2 separate regions of the Rattus norvegicus genome follow, and region 1 is linked to region 2. The links are chromatin contacts, called in public Hi-C maps. All regions are on one chromosome and are shown on one strand. The core of a region is the stretch at or near the end of the contact, and the rest is flanking DNA. Distances in the headings are between cores, read along the strand shown. Region 1 overlaps Ptprd (protein tyrosine phosphatase, receptor type, D). Region 2 overlaps Ptprd (protein tyrosine phosphatase, receptor type, D).

Region 1 (4,556 bases), core at 1,308-3,807, 150 kb before region 2:
GATGTGTCTGTGTATCCTATCTTGCCTTCCTTAGCAGCATTACCCTGCCTTTGTCTACATTTCTTTTGTACAGTAACAGCTGAGACGAGATGCCACTCAGATCTCTATTTCCTTTTTTAAATGTGTTTGGTTATAATAGGGACTCAAACATCTAGGACCTTCTGGTGCGGAAGAAGTTGGGCTTGCCATTTATTCGTGCTGTGATCCACGTTGCTCACCTTGGCAACAGCCAGTACTGAGTTCTCTAGCTCCTAGTTGGAGAAGAGAGTACTTCCCAGACCATGAACCCAGAGTAGTCAGGCTTCACTGCTAGTAGGCTCTGATCAGCAAGGTCAGATGTGGAGGCAGAAGGCACCTTGTCTTTCCAATGCCCAGAGGAGGTATTTCCAACATCTAGATGAGAAAAGTAGGGTCACTAGTTCATGAGGGAGGATGTGCCAATAAGGGAGACAATCTGTAGTTTATATACTGGAGGAGAGTGATTTACCAAGAAGCTCAGATTTCTAGATTAACTCTGAGGGCAGAGAGATTAGACAGTTCATTGTCTCTGTTCAAGCTTTCAGTGGGTTCCATCCAAAACTTGGTTAAACATGGCTTGGAACTTGCACAATAATGCACTTCTTTGTGGTTCTCACTGTAAGGCTAACCATTCAAAGAGGAGGAAATGGAGGTTAAAAAACAATAAGGGAGAGTTGGTCGAGGGTGCTTCTTTACTCCCAACATGTTGAGAAACTAAACGACATCTCATAAGACTCCTTCCAAACGGTATGCCTTCGTTTTGCAGTGTACAGGACAAGAGGAATACTGACCATCCATTCAGTAATTTTCAAGTGCACAGCATGCAGAGGACTGAAGCAGATACACAGGCAGCTAGAGACGACAGTCAGGGTGCTAGATACTGGACCACTAGGTTGCTTCTAAAGAGGTCTGCTTACCTTTGCTCCTTCCAAGACTGTTCGAGTCTGCAGGAGTAAGTGCTGTTTGCATTGGCTGGCCTGAACACAGAATGAGCAGTGGAGGTGGCTTGAAGGCCCAGGCTTCGCTTCACTTGACCTTTCTCATGGTGTTCCTAATGAATTTTGATGGGCTGGTTGCCAGTGGAGGCTTCCAGCTGCTGACTTCCCCCACATGCTGGAGATCATATGAGTAAGGAAGAAGCTTAAACACGTCTTTTAGCTAGCAATCCGCACCAGGCACCTTTTCCACCCTGGTCCAACCATTGGTGCCTGTCTGGAGAGGTTTTTGTTGTCTTTCAGGAAAGCCGGAGAGCAGTGCTTTGCTAACATAAGAGCAAGTAGTTGAAAGCACCCTAGGAGTTTTCACACCAAGATTTGGGTACTTCCCTTCCTTCCTCTCTGCCTTCAAAGTAAGGATCCTACAGAAAAGTCCAAGAAGGAGGATGCCAAGGTGAACTGGGATAGACACAACTCAGTCTCATCAATGAACGCCCCTTGTATTATTCAACTGCTTTGAATAGGGCGCGACCAGCCTTTCTTCCTCCTGTGCTTCAGGAAGCAGAGCGGGAAGCGCCCGGGTGTGCATGTGCCTGCACCAGGATGAGTTGAGTGAATCTGAGAGGGTCTTTTCTGGCTGGGTGGAAGGATGTTGGGGAGTGACGTCACCCAGCCCCCTCCCCTTCTCCTCTCTCTCTCTCTCTCTCTCTCTCTCTCTCTCTCTCTCTCTCTCTCTCTCTCTCTCTCTCTCCTGCTTGTGTGCGCGCGCACGCGCTGTGTTTCGAGTGTGTTGTGGTGTGTGTTTGTGTGTGTGTGTGTGTGTGTGTGTGTGTGTGTGTGTGTGTGTGTGTGTGTACACGCGCCCCTTCGCCCAGTTCTCCAGCCTGTCCCTCCTTACTCCAGCTGTCTGGCCCTCAGTAAGTGAGGTCCAGATTGAAGGTTCGCCAGCGGGCGCAGCGGACTGGCTCTCCCCGCCCGGGACGCACCCACACTCACACTCGGGCTCAGACGGCACGCACACACAATCCCCAAGCGCTGGGCACAGCGATTCCGTGGGATCTCCAGCAGTTACGAGGATTTTAGAAATCACCCAGACAAGGAAACAAAGAGAGAAGCCTAGAAAATTACTTTCCTGAGCTCCCTCATTTCATTTCCCCAACCGAGCCACCTCGCCGGCAACTGTGACCGCCAGGTTCCCGCCAGGTTCTAGGTGTGGGCTGGCCACTCCGTCCTGGCTCCGGCCAGTGCAATCCGGACCCCACTCCCGAGCTGCAGGCACCCCTCGCCCGCCCCTCTCACCCCCGCGGGCCTCAGTATCGGGTTATCTCGCTCGCGCTTCACTTTTGGGGGGAAGAAGACAAGAACCGGAGGGAGGCGCTGAGGGGGGCAGCCGAGTTGCTATTTGTGGCCAAAGAATCTGCTTTAAAAGCAGCGGCGGCGGCAGCAGCAGGAAGGAGGAAACGGGAGAGGCGGAGGGAGGAGGCGAGACGCGGCCGGACCCCCCAGCAGCGCGCCGGAGCAGCCGCGCGAGGAGGAGGAGGAGGGCGCGGAGGAGCGTGGAGGAGCGGGAGGAGCGTGGAACAGCGGGAGGAGCGGGAGCGGCGGCGAGCGGCGGGCGCCAGGGCCGAGGACACGGCGCTGGCAAAGGGAGGCGGGGCGCTCGGCAGCACGGCCGGGACTCCCGCGGACTCGCCACTTGCGGCTGCCGCGCGGGCTGGGCGGCGGCGGCTGCGGGACTGAACAGCCGCCCGGAGGCGGCACGGCCTCGGAGGGCTGGAGCGCGGTGTTGGGAGCCGCGCGGGCGGCGGCTGCCCCGAGCCGACGTGAACAGGTAAGCCGTCCGGGTTCTGGAGCCCGGAGCCCGCCTAGCCCGGGACCGCCGAGTGCCCGGAGCGACTCCGCTCCGGATTCTGCTCAGCCACGGTTCGGCGATTTGCCCCGGGCGGCAGCGGCCCGTTCTGGAGGGCGATTTTGGTTGATTCTCTGCTCTGAACTGGTGCGGAGAAGGAAAAATAGGAGGCACTTGAGGGTCCGTGGCTGCCTGTGGGAGGGGGATTGTTTGGAGCGCTTTCTGTAGCCGGATAGGAGCTCTAGTTCTGCTGCGGGAATCTGGTGTACTCACACACACTCGTACCAGGGAAAGGAAACGCATAATTTATTACGAAGAGTTGAAGTAGTAGGAAACAATTCAAAAAGAAAGCCACCAACCAAAGATTCTTTGCTTTGCTACACGCTGATAGTAGGCTTTTCCATAGACATGCTAAAAACAACAACAAAAACTTGCCCTGGTTCTTCTCCGCGATGTTGATTTTATTTTAAATCTTTAACAAGTGAAGTCAGTTTTTGTTCTGCTTAGATTTTTTTTTTTGTAAGTATGAGCTTGGTTTTCATCAATCGTGTGTTCTAAATTACAAATAGTAGTGCCATTCTTCAAAACCCGGACTATCACAACCCACTTGTGTTGTTTCCAGTTCGCCCCCCACTACTCTACTTGCCTAACATTTCCTGTTGCCTGGGTTTCTTGACTGGGTTATATCCCCCAACCACATCTACAATCTGCACCTTAAAGGGATCACTGGCCCTGTATTTGCTCTTAAATTGTTTATCTTTTCTCTTTTACGTGCTCCGATAGCTAATGCTAGGGAAGTAAGAGGCAGCAGCTCACACATTTTGAGCCCTTTAGTAACTAGTAACTGTTTAGTTCACGGATTTGAGGTTGTAATTAGCTACAAAGGCAGACTTTGGTGTATTCTTTTTTGCCCGTCTGTAGCACAACTACGCTGATTCCCTTCAACCAGAGGTTCTTCTGGTGGTGTGCCTATTTCTCTGTCTCAGAGTGCACACACCAAGGTCTCAACTTGATGCAAATCCAGGATGGTACACCCAAACTCACAACATTCTGATTTAAACGAATCTTTAAATGATCCCAATTGTGAAAGCACTATTGATCTTCAAGGGAAAGCATCTTCCTTTGAACAGATCTCTTCTATGGCCCCATATTGTACCAAAAGGAAGCACATTTTTTATGCTCTGTATCCAAATTCTTGAAACAGATCTCCTAAATGGACAATAAAATTTCCCCTGCCTCCTGCCTCCCATAATCATGTACTGTACTGTCCTTTTCAACGGAGCTAGCAATTCTGTGACAGATTTTTTAAATTCACCCGCATGTTATCATCTATTATTGTACTTTCAAAGTGTGAAATTGACAAGCTGGTCACTTTCATGAATTCAGCTGTCAGATTGTGTCCAGTTAAAAATTGCTAAAAGCTGTAAATGTGCTTGCCTGGAATTTTCTTTTGTGAAGGAAAGACACAGGGGGATGGAGAATTAAAGGGTGTTTTTAATTGTAAATATTTTTAAATGGGTGCTGTTATGGGACACACATTGAGATTTCTATAACCATAAAAGAAAAGTATCATTTAGATTTGCCTATCTAATTTAAAATAATGAGCACTTAATATAAAGCCCTTAGTAATGGTGATACAATAGAAATGGGTTTCAAATAGGAAAAGTAGCCCGCAGATGTATTTTAAGGCAGATGAGTGAGATACTACTTTCTAATGACATGTAACGAAGCAGATGTGTCAACTGTCCTATTGT
Region 2 (4,625 bases), core at 252-2,751:
GGTCACTGGGGATTATTAGGATGCCACTCTACACCTTATCTCCCAGATAACACAATTGAACAATTTTGCCCTTTCCTGAGGCTCCACCTCACCCAGTGCTAGAAAAAGAGGGTTTTTAGCATCCTCCACAGAGAAAAGCCATGAGCCAAAAAAAAAAAATCCTGTTCTTCTCTTAAGTTGGTTTTTACAGGTAACTTGTCTGGTACAGAACTCTGAGTAGCACAAAAAGCAAGTAACAGCTAGTATAACCAATGCAAAAGCTGAGGGAGATGTGAGGTGAAAGATATGAATGCTGTAATATGTGTCTCATGATGGTGGCGCTGATGATTCATGAATTATATTATTATTGGTGTTATAGTACTAATATTATTTTGAGACTATGATTAAACAACCTTGTCTCTGTGAGGAAGACCCAGACCACAGACTTTCCGAAGTTGGATTTAGCAGTTTGGTCCTTCTTTCTGAGTCTGGGGCTTGCTTATTATGTGACACATCCTATATGACCTGAGCCTAGAAATCTGACAAAAACGCGCAGGTTATGTTGGCTCTGCTGACTCTGCTGGGGCAGCACCAACCGAGAAGCAAGCTGGAACCTCAGCTTCTGTTACCTTTAGGACAGAGGGGAGAAGTCCGCCAATGCAGGTAGGCGGGCTCTGTAGGTGCGTACTCTTAGACTGTCCTCAGAGGAAGTTGTCGTTACTAGTTAGTGCAAATACTGTTCAAATCCTTCCAGACTTCCTCGGCTCCCCACACTTCTCTGTCCTGATTTCTTATGCAATCTGAATGTCTCAGTCTGTGTAATAAAAAAAAAAAATACTGCTGTCTGGTGGAATTTGAAAGAGACTTTATAGTCTCCCGTGCTTACTTTGAAGTAACTTAAATCATAGAAACCAGGTGACCATAGGGACACATTGCTGTCTTTGGCCATTGATTGCTTTAGAGAGACATGATTTGGTTTAAAACCTGCAGTTCTCGCTATCTCCTGCCTATCCTGTAACACAGCTCCTATGGCCAGAGAATTATTCAACTAACCACGCAGGCTTCTTGAAGGCAGAGAGGGGCCAGATCACCTGTAACTTGCTCCCACCTATTTTACTGCAGCAGCTAAAGAAAATGCCAAAAATCAAAAGAAGTCTTTCAGGCCCTCGGTTCAAAATAGAAAGTCTGGACAAAGCTAATTGATTTTAGGCTCACTGTTGTTCATTATCTTAATTAGTCTAGGCAATTAAAACATTAATTGATTGGAGTTGATCCCTTGCTAACAAACAGTAAAACTGCTTTTTGGCTTGATTCTCTAAGAAGTACTGTTTCATGTATCCATGCTCTTCTTCAGCTGAGGCATCTACACTGTGAAGAAGTGTCCTTTTATTCCGTCCATCCCATGGGAACTGTGGCGTAGGAATGTTCTGCTCTCTTGACATAGAACTGTAGCTACTGCAGTCCATCAACAATATCAGTGCAATCCGAACCTGGCTACGGTTGCTTAACACTGTCTGCTAAAGCGAGCAGCTGCAGCGTCTCCAGTGACAAGCTGGACTTGGCAGTGGGCTTCCCTAGGCTGCTGTGCTTTGCTTGGGTACTTCTGTGAAACTGACGGATTGTTCCTGCGGGGCATGTGTTCGTATAACTCACACCTTGGGATTGTATTTTCTTTCTCAGGTTCAAAGCCTTGTATAATCACTGCTTCCTAACTAAATGAAGTGCTTTGGAAACTGCAGAGTCCCCTTGAGTCTGAGAAAGGGATGGGGGAGGGGCAGGCTTGGAGGGCTCCAGGTAGATCTTGTAACTTTATTAGGAGGGGCTGTGGAAGAGCTAGTTCAAGTGTGAAAATCTCTTTAAGAATGAACTACTAATCCAATAATTACAGTATTCTAATCAGACTAATGATGCAGAAGAAAGGCAGCAAGGGCTTGCTTTAACAGGAAAAATAAGTAAAGCTCCCTGAAAATCCTGGTGTATTTTATTTCAGAAGAATTTCTGCAATAAGTTGGTTGATCTCTTAGATGTGAGGCTTGCCTTTTTCATTTGATGCTATCTTTTATTAGGTGCCCCTAGAAAATAATCATGGAAATAATGAAATTCTCGATTGGCAATTGGCTTTTAGCTTTCTTTTTGGTCAGTTTGAGTACTTTGTATTTCAAGTTGATACAACAGCCTAGCAGTCAGAGCACAGTAAGATTGAAATGGACATCGGCCTTGGCAGTGACACACTGGTGACACTGTGCGGCATAGTCAGCCTCTTTGTTGTTATTGACATGGCTGTGATGACTCTACTCAGAATAAAGTTCAGAAAACAAATGTAAATCCTAGATATTATTATTTAGTAATTTAGAGACTTATGCTTATTGTATCTCCAGTACTTAGTTATGGCTGCTGTCTCATCTAAGAAAAAGAATTATATTTATTTTATAATTATAAAGATATCTTCTGTATAGATGCACATATACCATCCTGAGAAATGTTCACTATGAGCAGGATGAGTGATCCTTCTTTGCTCTCAATGTAGAAGTGTTTAATTGCTCTCTAGTCTGGGAAGAACATGGGTCTTTCCTATTTATAATTTGCTACTGATTTCTTTCATTCTTTTTGTACTAGAAATGCTGATGCAAAAGTGAAATATTATATTCCCTAACTAATTCAAATTCGCAATGTGTGTTACTTGGTATTGTAACTCTGGGGAATTGGTTTTATAAAAAGATTTGTCTGTTTGTATTTTTAATTTGAAAATATGGAGTAGTTAGGTTTAGAAATACATTTTGGTTGGTGATAAAACATTCCTGTTGAATTAGTGTGCTGACCCTGTAGGAGGAACACAAATTTGATAATCTTGAGGTGGGTGAGACCAAGAATAAGCCTCCCAAAGCAGAGCAACTGTAATAAAAGTCGAAGATAGGATGTATTCCCCATTTTTGTGGATGTTTTGAATATTGTTTATGAAATGAAAATGGAACAAAAGAGAAGAAAGTATACTTGAGAGCCCATGATCTGATTTGCTTTCCAGTTAGAGCTCACAACCTGGAGATCCTGGAGTGTTTTCCATGTCCCCTCTGGGGAGTGCTTTCTAAAATACAGCCTCATTCATCTCCTTGCAGTGCTTAGTCTTAATTATGTACCTTCTAAGGGCGTCCCCTTGTCTATCTTAAAACCCATGTGACTTTATGTCATAAGGTAGAATATGGGAAAACTTGTCCTTTCTGATTTCCAGAACAGAATACCTATTACTTCTTAACCTGGTTGCCTCTCCCAACTGTCCCACTTTTCCTCTCATTTACACTTTTTTTTGAAGTTAAGTTTGGCTGGAGTTCAGGCCATGACAGGGAGGATAAGCTGGGAGGAGGAGGAGGATGACGACAACGATGATGACAACGACAAGGACAGCATCCTACCCTTTGGGGAGGGCAGTCCATCAAGAGAGAGCAGATAGTTGATTTTTCTGATATCCTAAGGGATGTGGAGCAGAAAAGTAAACCGAGTTTTAGAAAAACAGAAGGCAGAATAAGCAAGCATAGGAAGGCAGTGCCTTGGGTATGACAGATATGGATAGTAAGGGAGGAAGAAGGAGACACCAGATTTCTGCTATGATCACTTGGCTGATGCCTGTCATGCTTATGGAGAGAGAATAAAGCATTAAAGGAGAATGAGTATTTTGGCTGAATGAGGGCTTAGAAAGAGGTCCCCCCAGATAAATAATGAGAATTAGCTGGAAGTGTGGATCCAGACTCAAGGTTAAGGTATGAGTTGTTTTTAGAGTAGTCACTCGTATGGAAATCCTAACAGAGACAAAAGAATGGACAAAGTTAGCTAAAGAATACAGAAATAGGTAACTGCAAGACTCTTCCCTTGGGTGGGCCAAGTTTTTGAGCAGGAATATAGATGATGTTGGGGAAACTATAGAAAAAACAAAGGCAATAGGAAAATTTCATGGAGCCTTGCCTTGTAGACCTCACATGTGGATCCTCCCCACGGTTCTGAGCATGCCTCCTGATATAAATGGGGGGAAAAGCACTGCTGGGGGCGGGGAAGTGGAATACTGTTAGAATGTAAGGGAGATTTCCACAGTCTCCTTTCATTTTTCTTCAGCACATAAAACTAAAAGTTGAATCTTTTTAATGTAATGTTGTAAGTACTTATTTAAAAAGAAAACAGCAAGCAACTGTGTGTCTAGACATTATAATCTTTTCCCCTCTTTTTGCTGATCTCTTCAAAGACTAGTCTGTATAGCCCCATCCTGCATGTCTGGTCTGGGAAGGAGATCTAAACTGTGTTTTACATTCATGGTCCACATAACTCTTGAGCCTTTTCATGATCTGGTCTCTGATCTGCCCTTCTACAGATTGGATTGAACTCATTTATTCTTAATTACCTTCTCCACATAACTGGTGATTATATGCATAAATCACACCCATTCTAGGGAGTCAGGTATTATAGTGCTGATTCTGCCTGATGCACCCACTAAATTGTTTCCTTTTCATTATAGCTTCTCATGAGGATCTTTCGTCCCTCTGTGTCCTCTGCACTGCAGATTGCTCTAGCACTGTTGTCACCTGCCCCTGTTCCTTTTTAGGTTTTCCTGAAGACAGGACAAGAATGCTGATTATTACTCTAATGACTCAGTGTAGTATTAA

The links. A called contact is a pair of places that touch in the nucleus more often than the background predicts.
Region 1: a Hi-C map of psoas muscle shows a contact between it and region 2, with 2.9 times the contacts expected there. The contact joins two enhancer-like sites.

What each region holds. Positions count from the first base shown.
Region 1 is chr5:95,593,927-95,598,482 of GRCr8, reverse strand. All of the region lies in intron 10 of Ptprd (protein tyrosine phosphatase, receptor type, D), which reads left to right. Among named protein-coding and RNA genes, the nearest start is that of Dmac1, 1.3 Mb to the right of the region's middle. Within about 2 kb of position 2,557, at least 55 of the 93 cell types and tissues checked have an H3K27ac peak or open chromatin away from gene starts, as enhancers often do.
Region 2 is chr5:95,440,392-95,445,016 of GRCr8, reverse strand. All of the region lies in intron 11 of Ptprd (protein tyrosine phosphatase, receptor type, D), which reads left to right. It overlaps LOC134486943 (a long non-coding RNA gene), which reads left to right. Exons shown (of 2, transcript XR_010066537.1): 2 at 1-2,617. Among named protein-coding and RNA genes, the nearest start is that of Dmac1, 1.2 Mb to the right of the region's middle. Within about 2 kb of position 1,501, at least 12 of the 93 cell types and tissues checked have an H3K27ac peak or open chromatin away from gene starts, as enhancers often do.